Linked DNA regions of Pan troglodytes: region 2 is linked to region 1. Evidence: chromatin contacts called from public Hi-C data. All regions are on one chromosome and are shown on one strand. The core of a region is the stretch at or near the end of the contact, and the rest is flanking DNA. Distances in the headings are between cores, read along the strand shown.

Region 1 (4,935 bases), core at 490-2,989:
GGCCTGTACCCTGGCTGCCTCCTCCACCGTACTCTCTGCGCAGAAGCTGACCGGTGTGCACTGCATCAAAGGGCTCAGCCTCTGCAAGGGACAGGACGTGTGGCTAGGATATTCCTCTCGCTGGCTTCCTCTGTGCCAGGTCAGACCTTGTGGTCAGAGGGATGGTGGCAAACTCCGTGGTCAGAGGGATGGTGGCAGACCCCGTTGTCAGAGGGCTGGTGGCAGACCCCGTGGTCAGAGGGCTGGTGGCAGATCCTGGGGTCAGAGGGCTGATGGCAGACCCCGGGGTCAGAGGGCTGGTGGCAGACCCCGGGGTCAGAGGGCTGGTGGCAGCCCTCATGGTCAGGGGGCTAGTGGCGGCCCTCTGCTGGGAGTCGTAGCTCCTGTCAGGTGGCCCCTTCACACATTTTCCCTCTCTGGATTCCGATAATGACCTCTTCCCTTTACCCTTCAGCCCTGCGGATGGTTACTGGCCCTTCTTCCCTTGTTGATTTCCTTAAACCCTATAAGTAAACTCTTTTCAAGTCACCCCACCCCAAGTTTTTCAGAATCTTGACTGAGAATAAGCACATATATTGTTTTGTAATCTGTGTGTGCGTGTGTGTGTGTAAAAAGGAGTTATTATATATAAATATCCTGTAAAGTCATGAAGTCCTGGGGGCCTCAGATAAACCCTTAGAAGGATGTTACTGCATCACCCCGTTATTGATTAGGAAACAGAGGCTCAGAGAGGGTGGGTAATCTGCTCACAGTCACAAAATAAACAGAGGAGTGGCCATTCTAAGGCCAGTGTGCTATTTTACAGCATTCCAGTGGGTGGGTATAGATTATTTATGTAATCAGTCCCCCTATGGATAAACATTTAATGTTGTATTCAGTTTTTCCCTTTGATATCAAGGCATCCCCAAACACAATACATGATTTCTTCTGGAAGCCTGAAGCAGGCACAGAGCAGTGGGAGGCACAGAGGGTGAGGCTGAGCCAGCTGTGAGATCTGGGACAAGCCGTTCTACTTCTCTCAGCCTCGATTTCCCCAGATGTCTACTAGGAAGAGCATAGACCTTTGGACTTTGAGGCATATGAGAGCCTGAGATTCTGCTGAGGCCTCGTTTTTAAATAGCTGCTCGTCTGAGGCTGGAGTGTGGGCAGTGATCAGCTGGCCACCAGGGAGGTGGCTGACGACAGGGTGCCCTTGTCCCCATAAGACTTTTATGGTACCACCTTTCAGGCATGTTCCATCCTGCTCATGAGCTGCAGAGACATTTGCTTCTGGAGGAAGCACTGAAGAGAAAACCAGCTATTAGTACTAGGATTGAAACAAAGAGAAAATGAAGATTCTGAGAAAGTGATTGTTCTTAGAATCAAGAAGTGTTATGGGGGAAACGATGTGTTCTTGGAGCATTTAGGGGAGGAAATAGGTAAATCTAGGAGAGGGTGCTTGCCACTGCAAGCTGGTCTAGCTCCCTGCACCCTCAGCTCTGTCCAGGTCCCTCTTCCTCCAAGTTCTTGAAGGCTGTGCGGGGCCCACGCTCCAAAGAGGACAGATGCAGCGGCCACTTGTCCTCCCCTCCCCAAGGACCCAGAGCCCGCAGCTCCAGCAGCATCTCCAGCCAGCTGCTGTCTGTAGCCGACGCCCCCCAGGGCTGCAGGGTTGGGCGAACTGGCCTCTCCTGTGCAGCTGACCAGGTCCCGAGCTTCCTTAGGGTTGCAGGCAAGGAGGCTCCCGCAGGGAATCTGGAGCAAGGTGCATCCGGCGGCCAGCAGGTGTCTCTGCTGCCCCAGAGACGGCCGGCCACGGGCTGTGGCGACACGGTGAGCTAGAACAAACCGCTTTGTTCCTGCTTCACAGGCTTTACCTTACAGCAGGGTTAGGAGCCTGTTTACCTGCACTTCTGCCCAAGGAAAGGAGTAAAAGCCCTTCTCCTCCTTCCCTCCAAAGGACCCCATGGAGGCCTGCTGGGCTGCGCCCCCCTCACTGGCCTGGCCAGGGCATGTGGGAGCACCCAGCAGCTGGGGCTCCTGGGCACCCACTGCCTGCCAGGCTTTGCCCTGGGAGCTCTGGGGCCCACAGCCCTATGGACTTCATACTTCTGCAGGGACATGGGGCAACTTGAAGGGGTGTTGGTAGGTGTTACAAAGCGAGGCCCAGCCTGGGTCTGGCACGGTGAATCCTCCTTCCTGGCCGCCTCTCCTCACTCCGAAGGCTTCGCGGATGGTCTTGCTCCAGGTTGTCAGTTGCTCCTCTGAGTGGTGGGTGAAGAGGAAGCGGCTCCCGTGTGTGGGGCTGTAGGCGGACCAGCTGTTCTAGTTTGCTCATCACTGAGGAGTTCCTGGATGCACAGCTTTGGTGCTAAACTCAGAAAATCCTGGGCAACCCAACGAGTTGGTCGTTCGGGCTAGGTACCGGCCACTTTTCAGACATCACTTTGCCTAATGCACATTGTTGGTCGTGTTGTCTCCCCATTGTAAAGAGAAACTAAGGTTGGAAGAGGCTAAACAAGCTGCCCAAACTCTCTGGATGGGGAGGGAAGAGTGGACATTTGAATTTAGGACCACCTGACCTATGCTGTTTCTCCTGGATGCCTCTGAGGTTGAGAGATGAGAAGTGGCATTCACAGGCATGAATCTGTGATGCCCAAATGGTAGGCAGCTGTGGGCCACGGGCATGGACAATTATGCTGTGTGCTGTGGTGGTCGCCTGAACTGGGGCAGCAGCCCAGGAGTCCCTTGAGGGCATGGAGGTCTGAGGGGAGCAGCACATCAGAAACAAGGGATGTGGGGACTTTTAGGACCCCATGGTCAGAGCACAGGTAGCAGAAAAGCACACACTGGGCCAGGCTGAGGGGGCACAGCCAGGCTGACAGGGCCTGGAAGGGGGATACCACCGTCAAGAAGGCCCCGATACCTGCACGTGCCTCCTCCACGGCCCAGACGCTTATCTAAAATATCTTTTAGGACAAGAACCAAACCCCTAAGCCTGGTGAGCCGAGGACCTGGCGGTGTCTGGCTGGCCGGGGTGGGGGCTATGTAGGCAGAAGCAGATGCTGGTAGGAGTTCACCCAGTCTCCCTTTGCCAGGTGGCCAGGGACAGCATCGGCCACTTCCACAGGGGGCCATGAAATGGTGTCAGCTTCTGACAGATGCTGGATGGACATTCAGCCTGAGCATGGAAGCCAAAATGAAAGGATTCGTCAGGTCCTCGATTCATTGGGTAAAATCAGCTCTTGTAGCAGCCAGGCAGCTGGCAGGCTGGATGCTGTGCTCAGGGCTACTATTACAGAGAGAAGCCCCAGCCCTCCAGGGCCTGTGGAAGAAAGCAACCAGCCCAGCAGCAGACAGGCCTTTCTGCAAGTCACTGCAGTGAGGATGAGTGACAAGCTTATCAAGACGGCTGGTCAAGGCACCAAATGCCTCCTCCTAGGATCTGCACATGTCTGCTGGGCAAGGCTGCTGCTCCCTTGACAGGGAGAATTAGGAAAAAGAGCCCTCTCTGGATGGGCACAACCTTCAGCAGCACAGCTTTGCAAGTGGAGTTCAGTCCCCGCTAACCCTCTTAGCTGGACACATTTGTGCAGTGCATAAACTGCACAACTGTACATGACGGTCCTGCCAGCAGAGGCTGTTTGTATCAAGGACTGATAACTCTTTTGCAGGCGGGAAGCAGGAGGTACCTGAGACCTGGGTGATGCCCTCCCCATCTGGTCCCTTCTGTGCTCAGAGTGGTCAACTCTTCCTAGGAAGCATCCAGGAGAAGCTATACAGGAGGATAAGGAGGACAAGTGCATTGGGTGAAGAAATGTAACGTGCAAATGCACAGGGGCATAAAACTTCCCCATTGACTAGAGAGTAGGGTGCAAGGTGGGGACAGCAGGAGATGAGGTGGGCAGGGGCCAGAGTTAAAGGCCTGGTCTTCTGTAGGCTGTTCTGTATTTGAGGCTCAGGGAGCTATGTGCCAGGCTGGAGGGAAGAGGGCAGCAAGGGAGAGCCAGGTGGGAGGTAACCTTCCTTTTCGTAGGCTCCTCTAGAGGCTTATTTCCATACCACATCAATGATATTCCCAGAAGCCTCCAGCAATAGTTCTGAGCTCTGTCTTCTGCCCATTGTGCCAGCTTCTGCTGGGAATCTTGGAAACAGAAGTTGGAGCCTTACTCTTAAGCAGAAATGCCAAGGCTAAAAAGGGAAGTCATGACCACACACATGTGTCTGCTGGGACTAACTGGGGACAGAGGGTGCAGTGGGGGGTTGGGAAGAGTAAGCCGCTGCTGCTGTGCTTGGGGTGGTCTGGGAGGACTTCTCATACCGTGCCCACTGCTTGTGCACACCTGGGTATGAGCACAGTCTCCACCCCTGACTGAGGCACTGGATGAATCACACCCCCTCCCTTAGTTCCTCCACCTGCAAAAGGGTATAGCAGCCCCCACCCACCCAGGGCCCAGGGCGTAAACTGCCCCAATGCCTTGATTATTTACTCTTCCTCCTGGTGGGTGGCAGCATCTGAGGGGCCAAGTCTTGCCTCACCCACGTGTGCAAGAGTACAGATCGAGGTTTGATTTGCCAAAAAATTTAACTATTTTCTTTTCCTCTTAAGTTCTGGTTTCTCCTTTTGGGAGGTGCAGGAAAGAGGCTGGAAAGGGCCCCCTTGACTGCTGCTGATCGGGAAGGGATGGGAGTGTGTGGACAATGGCTGGTGGGCCAGGCTGGCTGTGTCCCAGGGGCCAAGCCCCATGCTGGGCTGTTCTAACAAGAACTTGAACTGAACCGAACCGTGACCCCCAAATTGGAAAACACTGCCCTGATTCACTGAACCCGAAACCGAATCCAAATATTATTATTTTTTGACTGAACTCTGAATTGAACTAATGTTTTTTCTTAAATACCTACCAAACCAGTTCGAACTAGACACAAACATATGTGTTTTCTGAAACTATTGAACCT
Region 2 (5,103 bases), core at 10-2,509, 160 kb after region 1:
ACAACTCCAGCCCCTTGGTACCCTCTCCCTCTCCTCCCATCTCACCCTGTTCTAGGTTGGTCTTGGCAACATTTCCTCTGGAAAATAAGAAAAACAAATTTTCCCGGGGTTATCAATCACTGCCCCGCTTGACACATTGGGGCTGGGCTTCCTAGATCTGAAAGGGAGCACATATCGAAGCCCACCTGAGCTTGTGTGCCAGGTCTCTCCAGGAGCCCTGGGACAGCTGGTCAGGGACAGTCAGAGGGGTGAAGCCTGCCTGGCTGGAGCCTGAGACAGGAAGGGTGAGGATGGGGTTGGAGCCTGTCCTCCAGGCCAGGGGCAGACCAGAGGGGTGGGTGAGCAGGGGTATTCTAGAAGGAACAGGGTCTGCTGGGGTGCTGGGGAGACACGGTGGGCTTCTGTACTCTGCTGTCACAGACAATGCAAGTTTCACCTGGAGCTGAAACCGCGGCCTTGAGGCTGCCGATTTCAGTCCGGAGGGAGCCCTTGGGAAGCGGAACTGATCATTTCTCAAGGCCTGGCCTCACTTTTCACGAAGATAAGGCAGCACTTCAGCTTCCTCTGAGGCCGGCAGCCCAGGAGCTCCTCTGTCCCCCTCCCTCCTTCTACAGGTCTTGTCTGCAGCCTGTCTCTTCTAGTATGGAAAAAGACAGAGAAACATGCAAGCCCAGAAACACACATGCAGCACATGCATCTCTTTCTCTCTCCCTCCCTCCCTCCCTCTCTCTCTCTCCCTCCCTCTCTCTCTCTCTCTCTCTCTTTCTCTCCCCTCTTCCAGGTCTTCTGTGCCTGGGCCCTCTGGCCACATGTGGAAAGGCTGTATTCTGTCTTAATGTAATGGAGGCAAGGCACAAAAAGCCATTTTCCTCTGCAGGCCCCCTTGCTCACTAAGATGGAGGAACTGGGAAATGCCCTGAGGAAGGGCCATGGGGTTCCTCCCCACTCAGGCCCGTTCAGAGCACATTCCATGCCCAGTGCCCTGCGGGGAGAAGCTGCTCCTGGTCCCCTACAGTGCCTTAAACAAAATAGTGACTACATACATAGCATGTAAGAGCTGGAAGGGATCATAGGGGGTTGGATGGTGAGGCCAGGACAAACCTGAAGTTTGACAGAGGGACAGGGGCCCAGAGAAGACTCTGCTGCAGCTACACAGGGCCCAGCCTCCCAGGAGACATGTCTAGCAGCCTAGGGAAGGGCTGTGTTCCCCAGAGCCCTCAGGAGCCCGCTGAGAAAAGCCTGAAGTTGCCAGAGCTCAGAAGCTCACCCCTGCTGACCACAAGATGGCAACAGAGCTTTGTATGAGCCCCAAGCTTGGGCGGGGGCCGGGGCGGGTCCAGCTTGCTGGGAGGACTGGACCCACATCCTTACCTCCATGGTCTGAGTATTCTTCTGATGCCTTCAGATCAGGATGAGAGTTAATTTAATGTGGGTCTGGGTGTGTCTCTTTTCCTGTTTGATTGCCTTGAGCTCAGTTCCAACTGTACCTGATGAGCGGTTCTGATTTTTCCTCTGTCCCTTTTACCTATCCTATAAGCTCCATAGGAGGGTGGGGATGGTAGGAAGATGCCGTTCAACTCACAGCACTCTTGAAAAGCTAGGTGGAGATAAGCCTAAGATATTAAAAACCTGTTAGACAGTATAGATGAATGTGCATAATTTGGTGCTATGTGTGGTGCTGAATTTATATTTTTCATTTTAGAAGAAGAGCTAAAAGTGGCATTTCAACCTGGAAACAATATTGCCTGGAGCACAAAACCCTCTCTCCAGCAGCCTTGCAGGCTCCCTTCACCCCACCCTGTCTGGTGCTCTTTCCCGTCCAGCCATGCCTGGCCCCTGGGTGGGGCTGGCAGCTCTGGGAGAAGGTTGGGAAGGGGAGTGGAGAGTGGGGGGTTCATACCATCCACTGGCCAGGATCCCACTCAAATTGCTCACTCCATGCCAGCGGACTCCTGTGACGTGGCCAGTCGGGTATCCATTCAGGAACTAATTCCCGTCAAGCTGTTCAAATAATGGTCATGGCTCCAACTCAGCCTTGGAAGGCTGTGGTGCCAGGGAAGGGAAGAACAAAGCAGAGAAGCCACCGTGCCTCTCAAACCTGCCCTGGTTAAGGATTGATGGAGAGAATGCAGGAGGAGAATGAATGCATTGGCTGCGCGAATGAATGGTGTGAATTAATGAGTGGTATAAATGAAGAAAAGGACGCCGTAGTGAGGAGAGGCAAGCTCTTCATCATATGCCTCTGGCTGGCCTGTGTGTGTTGCCAGCATTTTCGTGCCTCACAGATGGCCATGTGGCTTTGCAGAAAGTGTTCATAGACACCCAAGAAGTCAGCCATTGGATGATAGGACGCTGTGTGAGGAAGGCTTAACATGTTCTCTGCTTTGCTGCTGTCTCTGCCCTATGGAGGTCCTGTTGAAAAGTTGACTCACTCATGCAAAAATGAACATTTCGACCATGTCTGCCTGTCAGAGGCATTGGTTAGAGACCCTCTGCATGCTGCCCAAAAGACAACTTTGGAGGCAGCTCCGTGCATGGTCAAGGGCAAACATTATACATATTTTTATTAAGTATAGAAACTGTGTGTGTGTATATATATATATATGTCTCACATATATAAACGTACAGTTGATCCTCATTATTTGATAATTCTGTACTTGCAAATTTGGCTACTCACAAAAATGTATTTGTAACCCCCAAATCAGCACATGTGGTGCTTTTGCAGTCATTCTCGGACATGGGCAGAGTAGCGAAACATTTGAGTCACCTAACCGGTGGGTGCATTTCCAGCTGGGGACAAACAAGGTGAAGCTCTGCTTTCTGTTCCAGCTCTCAAACTGTAAATAAGAGTTCTTTCTGTGGTCTATTTAGTGCCACATTTTTCACATTTTTGTGCTTTTCGTTGGTGACTTCACTGTTTAAAATGGCCCCTAAACATAGCACTGACGAGCTGTCTGTGTTCCTGCGCCAGAGAAGGCTGTGATGTGTCTTACAGAAAGTAAGACGTCTTTAAACAGAAACACACTGAAACAAGGTTATGTATTGATCCGTTGACAAAATGTTGTGACCAGAGACTCACAGGGGCCTAACCTTGTATTTCCCCTGGAAGCAATGGTTCAGTATTTGCTATTCCAGTGCTTGTGCTGATTTTATAGAATATTGCTACCACAAATAACAAGAACATAAATATATATATTCAGTATCCAAATGAAACAAATATAGGCATAAATAATAAAACATCTCCTATCTACCACTCTCCAGTTCTGCTCCTCTTTCGTAGGGAAACATTGTTAACAGTTTAGGGTGCAGCCTCTGACACCTCTTCTGTTAATTTACATACATAAAAATTAATATATATTACATAACATGCATAATTTTTATGGGAGTATTCTATGAAAGGAATTATATATATATAAACTATATATATATATAGTTCACCTTTTATCACTTAGATTAGGGGTTGGCAAACTTTTTCTTTTTCTTTCTGTATTTTTTTGGCTTATAAACAACAGAAAGGTATCTCTCCCAGCTCTGGAGGCTGGAAGGCTGAGGTCAGGTACCAGCACGGTCAGGTTCTGGTGAAGGTCTTCTTACTGGTTGCAGATGGCCAACTTCTTGTTGTATCTTCTCACCAAGGCTGGAGAGCAGAGAGACTGGCAAACTCTTTCTGTGAAGGGCTGGAAAGTGAATATTGCTGGCTTTGTGAACCCCATGGTCTCTGTCACATGCGTTGAACTCTGCTGTTGCAGTGCAAAAGCAGCCGTAGACTATATGGGAATGAATGGACATGGCTGTGTTCCGATAAAACTTTATTTGTGGGCATTGAAATGTAGATTTCATGTAATTTTCATGGGTCATGAAATATTGTTCTTCTTTTCATTTTATTTCAACCATTTGAAAATGGGGAAGCCATTCTTAGCTTATAGGCTATTTAAAAACAGGTGGCAGGCTGGATTCAGCTTATGGGGCTTAGTTTGATAACCCCTGATTTACATTGTATCTTGGAAATCTCTTCCCGTTATGACATGTAGATCTACCTCATTGTTTTAATGGCTGCACAGTATTCCATTGCATGCATTTAGCTCAATTTATATAATCTTTTCCTTATCAATGGACAAGTAGGTTATTCCAAACATTTCACTTAACAGAATATCTTTGTGCACATACCTTTATGGATATGTGTATTTCTATGGAGTAGAATTCTAGAATTGGAATTGCTGGGTGAAAGGGTTAAAAGGTACGTACACTTTGAAAGTTGATACATTCTGTGAAGACAGAATGAATACATTCTGGAGTAGGCCAGAGCTTTTTTTTCCCTAGATTTATTATCCATCCATAGAGCTGGGCTTCTTGTGAGAAGTAAGTGGTCCATACTCTCTTGCTCTGTCCCAGAACGGAGTACCGCACCTAAGACACGCCTAAATAAACTCATGTCACAGGGGTGCCGTGGCTCATGCCTATAATCCCAGCACTTTGGGAGGCTGAGGCGGGCGGATCACTTGAGGTCAGGAGTTCGAGACCAGCCTGGCCAAGATGGTGAAACCCTGTCTCTACTGAAAAAATACCAAAAAACTTAGCTGGGTGTGGTGGTGCACTCCTGTAGTCCCAGCTATTTGGGAGGCTGAGGCAGGAGAATCCCTTGAACCTGGGAGAAGGAGGTTGCAGTGAGTCAAGGTCACGCCACTGCACTCCAGTGTGGGTGACAGAACGAGACTCCATCTCAAAAATAAAATAAACTCATGTTTATTTTACTAATATTGCTCCATGGCTGCCCTTATTATAGGGTTGGTCAGGAGAGAGAGGCTAATAGCATCCAATCCTGCAGAGATGTTGAGTAAGAGTGTCTGGAAATGGGCCTTACTTTGTTGAAGTAGGAACCAGCGGAGCTCTTGGGTAGCATAGCCTTAGGAAAGAGCTCCAGTGTCCTGTTTTCAGGGTTGGGCAGCTTAGAGGAGCCTGTTTATGGGGTCACACCAAACAGACTGGCCTCCCGTGGGCTGGATGTTTGCCTCAGGGAAGCACAAGGAGCAAAGTCAAAGACTAATAATTCATGCCCAGCTGCTGGACCAAGGGTAAGCTGAGGCCACAAACGGGAAGACAGCC

The links. Hi-C and Micro-C count contacts between places; a contact is called where the count stands out from the background.
Region 2: a contact with region 1 is called in a Hi-C map of induced pluripotent stem cells, with 3 times the contacts expected there. The contact joins two enhancer-like sites. A contact is called at or near these places in 3 of 7 Hi-C or Micro-C datasets (induced pluripotent stem cells and stem cell-derived neural progenitor cells).

Annotation. Positions count from the first base shown.
Region 1 is chr5:50,370,677-50,375,611 of NHGRI_mPanTro3-v2.0_pri, forward strand. No RefSeq gene overlaps it. Among named protein-coding and RNA genes, the nearest start is that of CDC5L, 89 kb to the left of the region's middle. Within about 2 kb of position 1,740, at least 6 of the 24 cell types and tissues checked have an H3K27ac peak or open chromatin away from gene starts, as enhancers often do. A contact at or near this core is called in induced pluripotent stem cells, where this site is marked.
Region 2 is chr5:50,528,177-50,533,279 of NHGRI_mPanTro3-v2.0_pri, forward strand. No RefSeq gene overlaps it. Among named protein-coding and RNA genes, the nearest start is that of CDC5L, 250 kb to the left of the region's middle. Within about 2 kb of position 1,260, at least 2 of the 24 cell types and tissues checked have an H3K27ac peak or open chromatin away from gene starts, as enhancers often do. A contact at or near this core is called in induced pluripotent stem cells, where this site is marked.